2 separate regions of the Zea mays genome follow, and region 2 is linked to region 1. The links are chromatin contacts, called in public Hi-C maps. All regions are on one chromosome and are shown on one strand. Each heading gives the region's core, a stretch centred on a gene start, on an enhancer-like site or on the middle of the called end of the contact. The rest is flanking DNA. Distances are from core to core; before and after follow the strand shown. Region 1 holds the start of LOC100191397 (Pentatricopeptide repeat-containing protein). Region 2 holds the start of LOC100382579.

Region 1 (3,002 bases), core at 87-2,586:
GTGCCAAACATGTTGGATACAACCACTGCTAGAGGTCGCTCAAGAGGTCGTGGAGGTCAGTTGATAACTTACCATCATCACTTGAAACATGAAATATTTAATGTGGTGCTTGACCAACTTATTGTGGAGTTCAACAACCGTTTTGGTGAAAGATCTACCCAATTATTGAGATGCATTGCCTGCCTTGATCCAAGAAATTCTTTTGCCAATTTTGATGGAGATAAGTTAATTGAGCTTGCTAAATTGTATGATGCGGATTTCTCTACATATGATTGCATAGTATTGAAAGACCAACTTGAGATATTCATTATTGATATGAGAGCTGATCCAGATATTCTAAGTTGCAATGACCTAGGTGATCTTGCTGTGAGAATGGTTCAGAGTGACAGGCATGTTGTCTTTCCATTTGTATATCGTCTCATTGAATTAGCTTTAATTTTACCAGTGGCAACAGCATCTGTGGAGAGATCTTTCTCATCTATGAATATCATTAAAACTGAGTTGCGGAATAAGACAGGAGACGAATGGCTTAACCATCGTATGATGTGTTATATTGAGAGGGATATATTTACAAGTATTGAGGATGCAAAGATATTGGATTATTTTCAAGGCATGAGAACCCGCAGAGTGAATCTACCTCGTACTAGTGGTATGTACCAATTATTAATATTATTAAATTTATTCAACATTACCTTTCAAGTCGCGTTCTTAACATGATTTTCGTCAAGGTTCTGGAGCAAGAAGCACTGATGTTGATGTTGACATGATACATTTTGGAGGAGCTACATTATAATTTGTATGTCATCTTTAATATCTATGACAACGTTGTTTCGTACAATTTATTTATATGCTACTATTAGAGTTTACGGTCGTTTCGGCCCGGGTCTTGGTTAATTTCTGGGTCCGCCACTGTTCTGTATGGCAGCATTTCACTAACCAAACACGATATAAATGGACAAGGCTGTTCAACTGTCTACAAGTTATTTGCCTAGGATAGAGAAAATAAGAGAGAAGCATGTCGTCAGTCGTCACACTTAGCTAGTAAGAGAAAATAAGAGAAACATATCTTGGCGAGTTGAGTTAACTCTGTAAGTGATGATAATGAAATATGGAAAATATACCAATTCATTTTGAAAGATATACTTATAATCTTTAAAAATCAAGGATAAAAGTAGAGTTATATCATAAGAATGAATGAAAAACCAGCAATAAACAGAAGGTGTTTTTCACCGACTATTGGATAAGCTGATTTTCTAACAGTCAGAAACTATGCTAGACAGGGTCCAATCAACTTTCTCATAAAAGATGCACTCCTCTCGTTTCTCGCCGCGATGGCCAACCTAGCGGCCCAGCTCGCTGCCGTGCTCCAGGCCTGCATCAAGCGTAGCGGTGGCCGCAAGCCCAGCCGCTCAAACGCCAAGGCCGCGCACGCGCGCGTCCTCGCCGCCGGCCTCGCCGCAGATACCTTCCTCCTCAACCGCCTCGTCGAGCTCTACTCCCTCTCGGGCCTGCCATGCCACGCGCTCCGCGCCTTCCGCGCGCTGCCCCACCCCAACGTCTACTCCTACAACGCCGCCATCTCAGCTGCCTGCCGCGCGGGGGACCTCGCCGCCGCCCGGGACCTGCTCGGCCGAATGCCCGACCGGAACGCCGTCTCCTGGAATACCGTCATCGCCGCCGTCGCGCGGTCGGGCTCCCCGGGGGAGGCGCTAGAGATGTACCAGGGGATGCTGCAGGAGGGCCTCGCGCCGACGAACTTCACGCTGGCCAGCGTGCTCAGCGCGTGCGGCGCCGTGGCCGCGCTCGACGACGGGAGGCGCTGCCATGGGCTCGCCGTCAAGGTCGGGCTCGACGGGCACCAGTTCGTCGAGAACGGGCTCCTCGGCATGTACACAAAGTGCGGGAGCGTCGCCGACGCGGTCAGGCTGTTCGACGGGATGCCTAGCCCGAACGAGGTGTCGTTCACGGCGATGATGGGCGGGTTGGCGCAGGGCGGGGCCGTCGACGATGCCCTCAGGTTGTTCGCGCGGATGAGCAGGACCGGGATTCGTGTTGATCCGGTAGCGGTCTCCAGTGTTCTCGGCGCCTGCGCGCAGGCCTGCGCTGGTGACTACAATGTCGCTCGTGCAATCCAGCTCGCACAGTCCATCCATGCATTGGTTGTCAGAAAAGGTTTTGGATCGGACCAACACGTGGGTAACTCGTTGGTTGATCTGTACGCGAAGGGCATGAAGATGGATGAGGCCATCAAAGTCTTTGAGTCGTTGTCCAGTGTTAGTATTGTTTCTTGGAACATTCTTATAACTGGGTATGGTCAGCTGGGATGCTATGAGAGGGCCATGGAAGTTCTTGAGTTTATGCAAGAGTCAGGCTTTGAGCCCAATGAGGTAACCTACAGTAACATGCTTGCTTCTTGTATTAAGGCAAGGGATGTTCCGTCTGCTCGTGCAATGTTTGACAAGATACCAAAGCCAAGTGTGACTACATGGAACACCCTATTATCTGGCTACGGCCAGGAGGAACTGCATCAAGAAACAATCGACTTGTTTAGGAGAATGCAACATCAAAATGTGCAGCCTGACCGGACAACTTTAGCTGTGATACTCAGTTCATGTTCTAGATTAGGAAATTTCGAACTGGGCAAGCAAGTGCATTCTGCTTCAGTAAGACTACTGCTTCATAATGACATGTTTGTTGCGAGTGGTCTGATAGATATATATTCAAAGTGTGGTCAGGTTGGCATCGCACTGATCATTTTCAACATGATGACCGAGAGAGATGTGGTATGCTGGAATTCCATGATCTCAGGTTTGGCTATCCATTCTTTGAGTGAAGAGGCCTTCGATTTCTTGAAGCAGATGAGGGAAAATGGGATGTTCCCCACAGAATCCTCTTATGCTAGTATGATCAATTTGTGTGCTAGATTGTCATCCATACCTCAAGGTAGGCAGATGCATGCACAGGTTCTGAAGGATGGTTATGATCAGAATGTATACGTTGGC
Region 2 (3,043 bases), core at 179-2,678, 730 kb before region 1:
CTTAGGACGGCTTTGATACCATTGTTAGAATCTATACTGCCTAGGATCGATTCCTAAGTCCCTAGAATACCAATCCGTCTGTAACTGAAAGTAAAATCTTGATGACGTGTAGATCTGATCTACTATCTACTGAGAGGAACGGGGAAACACACCTTTATTGTTGTTGCTATCTTCATACCGTCGCCCTGCAGAGAAGCAGCAGGCATCGGGATCCGAGCCGCTGTAGGTTGTCGCGTTTCTAAACACTCCGACGTCTAGGCGATGGGGCCTCTGAGGACTAGGGTTTTGGGGCGAGGTACTAGCGTTAGTTTTTCCTGCGACCCCTTAGTCCTATATATAGCGTCGTGTGTCTGGGGGCTCCAACCGAGGTTAGTGTGGACCCTCCCGATCAAGGGCCCGATTAAAGGAACGATAGTTGGGTTAAGCCCAATCCAGTCTCTATTGACCGGCTGTAGAGGACACACCCAACACACAGCACAGCGCCGACATGCAGTGATTCCCGTGAAATGATCACAATGGTGATCTGTATAGAATAGATCGGTGCATGTACAATCCAATTGCTAGTAAGGCCATTCCTTGATCGTAGTTTCATTTTTATTAAATGAGATGACGTATCACTATATTTGATGACATGACACGATATTTATAATGAAAGATACGGAGAGAGTTTCATGTGATAAGAGAGAATTTTATTTGGATAAAACTTAGGATACATGGTTTTTATAAATAAAAATTGATGTATCACTTTTGGAAACCGTGTAATGAATCTTCTAATGAGAATGGCCTAATAATCAGTAAGTTTATTAGCACGTTTTAGGCTATCTGCACTGAAGAACTGTGAAGGAAACGATACAGATGGAGTAACGTATCCAGTAAAAAAGTCCTACAGCCACTTACTTCACCGTGAGATAGAGTAGAAATTCTCGCTGGTCATGATAGAATATTTTTTAGAGTAAAAATTTAGGTTTGTACGTGTGATTTTAGCTGCCAAATCTAATGCTATTGGAAAACCTTGATCCTGACAAGGATGGCCATGTACTTTACCGTGAAATGGTAGAAGGAATCCTCTGCACCCCCAAATGCCACCTGCCCTTCAATCCCCGGGTCGGGTGCAGAAGCAGATGCACTCAACAATTGCACCAGTCAGCCCATAATGACTCGCTCGCTACTCCGGCTTCCCTGGGCTGACGAGGTGAGGTGAGTGAGGCAGAGGCAGGCCGAGGGGGCGCCCGCGGCGGCTGCTTGCTTTTGTTGCCTTGCTCCCGCTCCAATTTATGGCGATTTTAAATGCCACCAGCGAGGAGTTGGGCGCATCAATGGCGTCGCCTCCCCTCATCACACCTCGTAGCTACTGCTAGCTTCCTCTTCGCTCATCCCCCCCCCCCCCCCCCCCCCCCCCCCCCCCGCGTCGTCCCCTCCGCTTCCTTCAATCCTTCGTCATCCTCCGTCTCTATTCTCCACGTTGGGTTCTCTTGGCGCGCCACTCCCCACAAGAAATGGTACTCTCTTTTTTGGGATTTCCGTTCCACCGGTACCAGCCTTGCCTTGTCTTGGAGTGTTGACATCTCTGCGTGCTCGCTTCGCTGGCCTGCCGCTCGGCGCTTGCTGCTGTTGACCGAGGGTTCCAATTCAAACCTCCTTCTTGGCTGGTCGACGCACTCGTTTTCCCAGCAAAAGCAAAAAGGATCTACTAGGTGGGGCCGACGACGACGAGGCCGGAGGCATGGTGGCGGAGCCGGAGCCGCAACCGCTGGTGCACAAGGTGTTCTCGATGGCGGCGACGTCGCCGTCGTTCTCCTCCTCCAAGAAGGTGCGGCCGGCGGCGAGCGCCAAGGGCGGCGGCGCGGCGGGGGGCGACGGCAGGGTGGGTATCCTGTCCTTCGAGGTGGCGAACGCCATGTCGCGAGCGGCGAGCCTCTACCGCTCGCTCTCCGACGCCGAGGCGGCGCGCCTGCTCGGCCCGCAGTGCCTCGGGAGCCACGCCGTGCGCGCGCTCGTGCCCGGCGACGACGCGCGCCTCCTGGCGCTGGCGCTCGCCGAGAAGCTGGACGCGCTGAACCGCGTGGCGGCGGTGGCCTCGCGCCTCGGCCGCCGGTGCGCGGCCCCGGCGCTCGCGGGCTTCGGCCACGTCTACGCCGACCTCCTGGCCGGCCGCGCCGACGCGGGCGCGCTCGCCGCCGTCGCCTCCCGCTCCGACGCCGCGCCGCTCGTGCGCAGGCTCGACCGCGTCGCCGCCGCCACCGCCGCGCTCTACGCCGAGCTCGACGCGCTCGCCGAGCTCGAGCAGTCGGCGCGGAGGCCGCCCACGGACCAGGCCCGCCGCGCGCTCGAGCAGCGCGCGCGGTGGCGTCGCCACGACGTGCGCCGGCTCAGGGACGCGTCGCTCTGGAACTGGACCTACGACAGGGCCGTGCTCCTGCTCGCGCGCGCCGTGTGCGCCATCTACGGCCGCATCCGCCTCGTGTTCGGCGACCCCGTTCTGGGGCTCGACCTGCTGGCCATGACGGGAGTCGGCGAGTCGGGGCAATGCGAGCAAATCCCGCAGCTCTCCGGTATGGTGGCAGCAGATTCAGGCCCCGTACTCCAAAGCAGTCTCAGCGATGGCAGGTCAGCGCCGATCTGCAGAGTCGATCATCCAGACATGTCGCGGCCAGTGAGTTTTCGGTCGAGCTGTGGAGCCAGCCCCGGGAAGATGTTCATGCACTGCTTGAGCTTGAGTAGCTCAGCGCCATGGACGGACATGCTCGAGGACGAGTTCTCAGAAGATTCCAGCTGCATCAGCAGCACAATCAGATCAGGGATGCTTGCACCATTCAGCAGTGAGCAGGGGGTACCCACCACCACCACCACAACGCCGCCAGCACCGAACAGTGGCAGTATCGGCAGAAAGGCGCGGCGGTTCGGTCCGAAGAGCACGGTGACATCGCTCGCGCCGGCGTCCACGGTCGGCGGCTCCGCCCTCGCGCTGCACTACGCGAACATCGTCATCGTCGTCGAGAAGCTGCTCCGGTACCCGCACCTCGTGGGCGAGGAGGCGCGGGAC

The links. A called contact is a pair of places that touch in the nucleus more often than the background predicts.
Region 2: a contact with region 1 is called in a Hi-C map of ear, with 2.6 times the contacts expected there. The contact joins the promoter of LOC100382579 here to the promoter of LOC100191397 in region 1. A contact is called at or near these places in 3 of 25 Hi-C or Micro-C datasets (ear, endosperm and tassel).

The regions. Positions count from the first base shown.
Region 1 is chr5:85,353,190-85,356,191 of Zm-B73-REFERENCE-NAM-5.0, reverse strand. LOC100191397 (Pentatricopeptide repeat-containing protein) reads left to right here and starts at 1,336. Exons shown (of 1, transcript NM_001136831.1): 1 at 1,336-3,002. The coding sequence starts at 1,635.
Region 2 is chr5:86,082,999-86,086,041 of Zm-B73-REFERENCE-NAM-5.0, reverse strand. It overlaps LOC100382579, which reads left to right and starts at 1,428. Exons shown (of 1, transcript NM_001398740.1): 1 at 1,428-3,043. The coding sequence starts at 1,724.